Linked DNA regions of Hordeum vulgare: region 2 is linked to region 1. The links are chromatin contacts, called in public Hi-C maps. All regions are on one chromosome and are shown on one strand. Each heading gives the region's core, a stretch centred on a gene start, on an enhancer-like site or on the middle of the called end of the contact. The rest is flanking DNA. Distances are from core to core; before and after follow the strand shown.

Evidence for each region. A called contact is a pair of places that touch in the nucleus more often than the background predicts.
Region 2: a contact with region 1 is called in a Hi-C map of seedling, with 6 times the contacts expected there. The contact joins two enhancer-like sites. A contact is called at or near these places in 2 of 6 Hi-C or Micro-C datasets (leaf and seedling).

What each region holds. Positions count from the first base shown.
Region 1 is chr7H:105,704,182-105,707,416 of MorexV3_pseudomolecules_assembly, forward strand. No RefSeq gene overlaps it. Among protein-coding and RNA genes, the nearest start is that of LOC123408410, 14 kb to the left of the region's middle. Within about 2 kb of position 1,635, at least 3 of the 3 cell types and tissues checked have open chromatin away from gene starts, as enhancers often do. A contact at or near this core is called in leaf and seedling, where this site is marked.
Region 2 is chr7H:106,015,825-106,019,059 of MorexV3_pseudomolecules_assembly, forward strand. No RefSeq gene overlaps it. Among protein-coding and RNA genes, the nearest start is that of LOC123410764, 68 kb to the right of the region's middle. Within about 2 kb of position 1,522, at least 3 of the 3 cell types and tissues checked have open chromatin away from gene starts, as enhancers often do. A contact at or near this core is called in leaf and seedling, where this site is marked.

The sequences.
Region 1 (3,235 bases), core at 385-2,884:
GGCGCACTTCGCTCCACCGTGGGCGTGACACCAACTAGTTGACCTCCTATGTGGCGTCTTCAGCGCCGGTTAGGGGAAGACACATGTAGAATACATTGGTCATTAAAAAATCAAAAAAGAGTTTATAGAATTTCAAAAAGTTCAGATTTGCGAAAAAAGTTCTATGATAAGGTTCACTGATTTCTAAAATATGTTCATGGATTTTCCAAAAATTCATGGAATTCGAAAAAAATAATCATTGATTTTCAAATAAAGTTCATCAATTTTCAAAATCAGTTCATTGATTTCGAATTTTTTTTACGAATTTTAAGTTATGTTCACCAGTTTTAAAAAAAACTTCACCGATTTTGAAAAACTTCACCGATTTAAAAAGTTCATCAATTTGGAAAAAAGTTCACGGACTAAAAGACAGAGAGGATCTCTAGATGGGCCAGCCCATTACGGAGCGCAGTAGGCACCGGTTAGCAAAATTTGTCATTAATCGTTGCCTGCGACGCTAAATTGGATTTGCCGTTAACTAGTGTTTGCCATGCGGCAATAGCATCACACGTTTGAACGTAGGCGTCAATGGCCAACAACTTTTCCTCCTATTTGACGACACAATATTCTTTCCTTTTTCAAATCCATTCGATGATACTTTAACCGTCTCAAAATAAATGTCTCAAGCTTAGTATAATTTTATACTTCCTCTGTTCCAAAATTCTTGTGTTAGGTTTGTCTAAAAATGAATGTATCTAAATACCAAAAGGTGACTAGATACATTCATATATAGATAAATTTAAGACAAGAATTTTGAGACGGAGGGAGTACTAAAGTTAATACAAAGTTGAAACATTTTTTTTGACGGAGGGAGTACTATAGTCAACCTAACGCATGCATGTTGTTGCGTTGGGCTTGTCCTATTTAGCTCGTTTTCTTTTCTGCCCAGCACCACACTAGAAAATTTCACCAATTGTCTTTTCTTTTTGGAGCGTGCGGCACTGGTTCTTTTTTTTTATCGAAGGGGTTTTCTTTGGGGCTTCTGTTATGATTTTATAGGTTTTCTACTATTTTGTAATGAATTATATTTTAATAATTTTTTATTTCATTTTCTTGGTTTATTCGTTTCTTTTATTTAACAATAATCAAATTACGGAAATCTTATAATTTTGATAAATTTTTGAATTTTCTTAAATATTTCCTAACACACGATTATCATTTAAAATTTTCGAATTACAAAAACATTAAAAATATTATAACATGTTATCATTTGTAATTATTTTCAGCCAATGATTATATTTTTAAAAATACACGATGTACATTTGCCAACACATTAAACATTTTTTTAATACACTTTGAGTTCTTTATCTTTTATATATTTTTTAGAAGAATGTTCATGTAATTGAAAATGCTAGTTTATTAAATGTTAATGTCACTAAAAATAAGCGTCTCTTTTCTTGAAAAAATTATTCATGTTCTATGGAAAACCAAAAGAAAAGTGAATGATTTGTTTTTTGCTTAAATGGGAGGAGAAATGAACACTGGGTGACACAAAAACGAGATAGTGGAACACATTCGAACTGGACCAGTCCATGAGCATGTGCCAGCTTGCCAGCAATTCGATGCACTGAGCATTGAATAGGGCCTCTCGGCCCCAACACCACACCGATGGCGGAGTGGGGTTCCCGGCTTGGGCACCCGCCTCCGAGATAAGATCATCTCCAGTCCTCTGCCTCTTTTCCTAAAACTTGGCTCTCTAAAGCATATTTTTAAACTTAAATGTCTAAATTTGACGGTTTAAGGTTTTTTTCCTTAAATTTAGAGCATCTCCAACAGCCGCGCTAAAACAGCGCCGCGCTGTAAAAATCGCCTTTTTGGCGCGTGCACAATAAAAAAGTTGCTCCAGCGGTCGCGCGATAAACGCGTGCGCGGCATAAAGAGTACAGCGCGCGGTCGGAATCGGCATCACGCGCTGCTTATTTGATGCGTCCGCTTCGGCGTGTTGCACACTCGAGCGCGCGCGTCGCTCTCTCTCCATCACGCCACCTTCGCCCCGCCGCGTGCCGCCGCCGGCGAACTACCCGATGGACGCCCCTGCCGACACCCCCTTCACCCCTTCTTACAACCGTGACTCCTCCGCTGCGGCCGTCGTCGTCGCCGCCGCCGCCGCAAACCCTAGCACTAGGAGCTTTGGCTTCGTCGCCGCCGCCGCTCCTCCAAGCACCGGCGTCGTGCGCGGCCTATTCATGCCGCCACGGATGACCTAGGCGGCGGGTGGCCTCGCGCCGGCGCGCTCCGTGAACCCACATGCCCCCCTCTTACAGCTCCCAAATGTGGCGCGGGCGAAGAAGGGCAAGGTTTTCACGAAGAAGAAGAAGGCGACGGACGGCTCCGGCTCCGCCAAGCCGTCGAGAAAGAGACTTGTAGGGCGTGTGACGACCGCGGCGGCTCCCGAAGCGCCGGTGAGCTCACATGTTGAGCTGCCGTCCGACGCGCAAAAGGTGTTCGAGGAAATCACCAATGGTAAAAAAATTGTTGTTGTTATTTTTTGAATGCATACATATAGATAGCTCATTTGCTTCGTTGTATATCCTTTCTAGTGTCAACGATGAGGCATATATGTCAACTATGGTGTTGGCTTCAACAATTTCCATTGGTCTCAAACCAATGACATGCACTTTGTTGACCATGAGTTTGAGGTGGACGAGGATGGTGAGGGCATTGTCGACGCACCGAAAGGAAGAGGAGGCAACTACACCAACGATGAAGACATATTGCTATGAAATACTTGGTTGCAAGTGTCGAGGGATCCATCCATTGAAGGTGATCAAAGTAAAAATGCATATTGAAACCGGATGAAGGAGCACTTTGATCTACACAACAAGAGTGGAATTGACCGCTCGACACGATCTCTTCGCTCCCGGTGGTCGACAATCAACCGAGATTGTCAAAAGTGGGCGGCACCACAAAAGGCGGTTGACAAGTTGAACCCAAGTGGCACTAATGATATAGATATGGTAAGTGCCATTTCATCCATGTTCATCATGCTTGTTCTTAGTGTTTGTAGTGCTAACTTGTTTTTTTTAGTTCAATATTGCACAAAACTTGTTCAAAGGAGAGGAGAAGAAGACCAAGAAAGGGAGGGAACATCAAGAAAGGGAGACCATTTACCTTGGCTCGTTGCTATGAAGAATTGAAGGATGATGAGAAGTGGAAGAAGCGTGACGGCATCGATGATGTTGATGAGAGCAACAAA
Region 2 (3,235 bases), core at 272-2,771, 310 kb after region 1:
TGACGTTGACTCTATCTGCAAACCGGCGCGTGCAGCCGTGTTAGTGGGCTCGGCCCATTTCGTTGGATCCCGTCTCTTTTATTCGGGTGCTTCTCAATGCTTAAAAAGTTCATTAGAGCTGTGAATCAAACCGGGATCTCTTGATTAACTCCGCACACGGGTAATCACCGGACCACGCAAACATAACAGATAAAGTGTTATCATTTTCTTCTCTTATCATCTCATTTTTTTGTTTTTCTATTTTTCTGTTTTTGTTTATCTTACCATCAATTGGATGAACTTTTTCTAATTCAATGAATTTTTGAATATTGCAGAACCTTTTTCAAATCTGATAAACTTTTTTTTCAAATTTGATGATTTTTTTTCAATCCGTTTTCAACATTGATGAATTTATTCCTTCAAATTTGTGAACTTTTTCAAAATCGCTGAACTCTTTTTAAAACTTGATGAACTTTTTTTGTCAAAGTCGATGAACTTTTTGCCAAAGTCGATGAACTTTTTTCAAAAGCGATGGACTGTTTTTCAAACTCGATGAACTTTTTTGACAAAGTGGATGTATTGTTTTAAACCAATGAACTTTTTTTTGAAATGATGAACTTTTAAAACCTTTTTCAGTTTTTTTTCCAAAATCGGAGAACTTTTTAAATTTTTGTCAACTTTTCTTCTAAAGGGATGAACTATTTCTCAATATTGATGAATGTTTTTAAATTCACGATTTCTTGAAAAAAAAATAAAAAAATGATAAATAAATAGTGTGGCCATATTTGTTCTTTCAGTTTAGGGAGGCTACTAAAATCACAAGTGTGCAATGGTGTTGTTGGTTAGCTGAGCTGGCACAAGGACATGGCGATGCATGTTTGAATCCTGGATGATCCACTTTTTGCATTTTTCCGACAAATTTTGTTCGCTGCCATAGCCTTTATGGTCGGGCCCAATAATGCGCTGCAGAGGGAGCCAACTACCTATTTGGACGCTTAAGGCATGGGAAAATCCTATTTAACGCTCTTTGCGTCGAAATGTCGACCAAACCCATGCGGAGAGAGCGATCGCTTCACATTAGGCTGGCCCATTAGAGCATCCCGGTTTTGGCAACCTTCTAGAAGTTCCAGCCTGTTTGTTTGGATTTTGGGAACTTTCTAGAAGATTTCCTGAACCGTCTTTTTTTCGATTTTTTTACTTTATTCATTTTTTGTTTCTGTTTCAAAAATGTTCCAGATTTTAAAAAAGCTTTCGGAATTTTAAAAAATGTTTTGGAATTTAAAAAAATGTTACGGAATTTCAGAAAATATTTCGGAATTTTTTTGAAAATATTTTTTTTATTTCGGAAAAAATGTTCCAAAATCGAAATCAAAAAGTAGAAAAATAATTATTGGATTTTTTTTGAAACAAAAAAATAAGCTGGGCCGGTCCAGTTGGGATCAACCCCTGTGCATTGCACCTCATCGCTGTCGATGATGGGCTGGCCCAGTCGGGGCGCCACCCATGTGCGGCAGGCGACTCCTTGCCGCAATTAGCGGCAAATAGGAGATCATGGGCTCTCATTCATAGAGACTAACTCGTAGGAACCGTGCATGGGTCAGGCCAACTACAGGAGATCGGGCTACACAACAGTAGTTGCTCTATCTGGTTTCCTGTCGTGCTCTTCCCTTTTCTTTCCCATCTTTTTGCTGATTTACTTTCATTTTATTCATTTTTTCTGTGTTCATTTCACTAGATAATTGCGAGTGTGTTGCAATGGGTAGAAATGTTTAAGTATGTTAGCCAGTGATTTACCTGCCCATATTTATGTGATTGTGTAAACACTTGATTATCAAATCTGTCTAACTGAATATATTTCGGATTTTAATTTTGTAAGCACTTATTATTTTAGCAAAGATTTTTTTTGGTAAGCCACTAAGGGCATGTACAATGGTGTTATCCTATGAGTGTCATGTAGGATAAATGATGAGGTGAAGGAGAGAGAACTCGTAAGAAAATATTTGTCTTCTCTTGTTTAAGAGAGAACAAGAGGTGATCTTTTAGCACAATATGTTTTATCATATTTTTAGGAATAGCTAGTTATTGAAGATAAGGCTAAGAGATGATCCATTATAAGACATTTTTTATCATTTCTAAATTACATGCAAGACTTAAGATAAGACAATCTTATCAATCATTGTACATGCCCTAAATGATGGGACCATCTTATTAACCATCTTATCAAAAAAAGAATGGGAAGCCAGACGAAGCACTATGTCCGAAAGGATAAAAAAAGAACGCTATTCTTTTTAGAGTAATGTTACGTCTACAAAAAGTTACTTCTTGTTTTACAAAAAAGTTGATGTGAGGGATTATAATCGGTAATAGAGGGATGAAGTGGCGCACCCCCGTTGAATTAGGGAGGGTTATAGTTTGGAAAATTAAGTACAGCGTTTGTAATTCTTTGTGGATCTAGCTTTATTCATCTTTTTTAAGCAAGTAGAGGAAATTCATAAATATTTTTAAACCCATGATTTTTTAAACCCAAATGATAAAAGTCACCTGTGTGGCATGAAACACTATGACCCTGAAGATTTTTAGAACTAAAGTTGCCATCGGAAAAGAAAAAACAAACAAAAATAATATAAACTTGATATCCGAAAAGGAAGTTGTGCTTGACAACTAAAGTTCCCAACCTCGCATTACTAAATTTGCCATAGAAACAATTCAAAGTTGCCATGTGTTTTTGCCACACATATGACACTTAACAAGGTTCTTTTCTAATTCATAATACTCCCACTAGACAAAAAGAAAAGTTGACTTCTAAAGTAGTCATTTAATTCTACCTTGGTACATATAATTTGAGTTTATGGCCTTGTATAAGGATATGAATGGAGTACTCATTTACATGAAAGTCATGAATATATTTAAATTTCGTAAACATTTAAACATTTATATAAAATTAAACAGTACTTTTAACTTTTAAACATTTGTTTAATTCGTAAGAAACATAATAAATTGAAACACTAAACCAGCTGGAATAAGAAAAGGCTAGTTAAAATACTGGTAAATCAAAAATAGTACATGCCTGGTTGGTCCACCACATGTTTTGGTGACTATTCGTCGTTGGCACTGAGCGAAGAATGGGAGCACCCGATCTCAGACTACCCGTAATGGGGAGTAAGATAAAATAGTAACATGTATATGTTACTAGTATAAGTTACTACCTCCATAGTGGATAGTAACATAAGGGTAGTAACATTGAGCCTTGCATTTG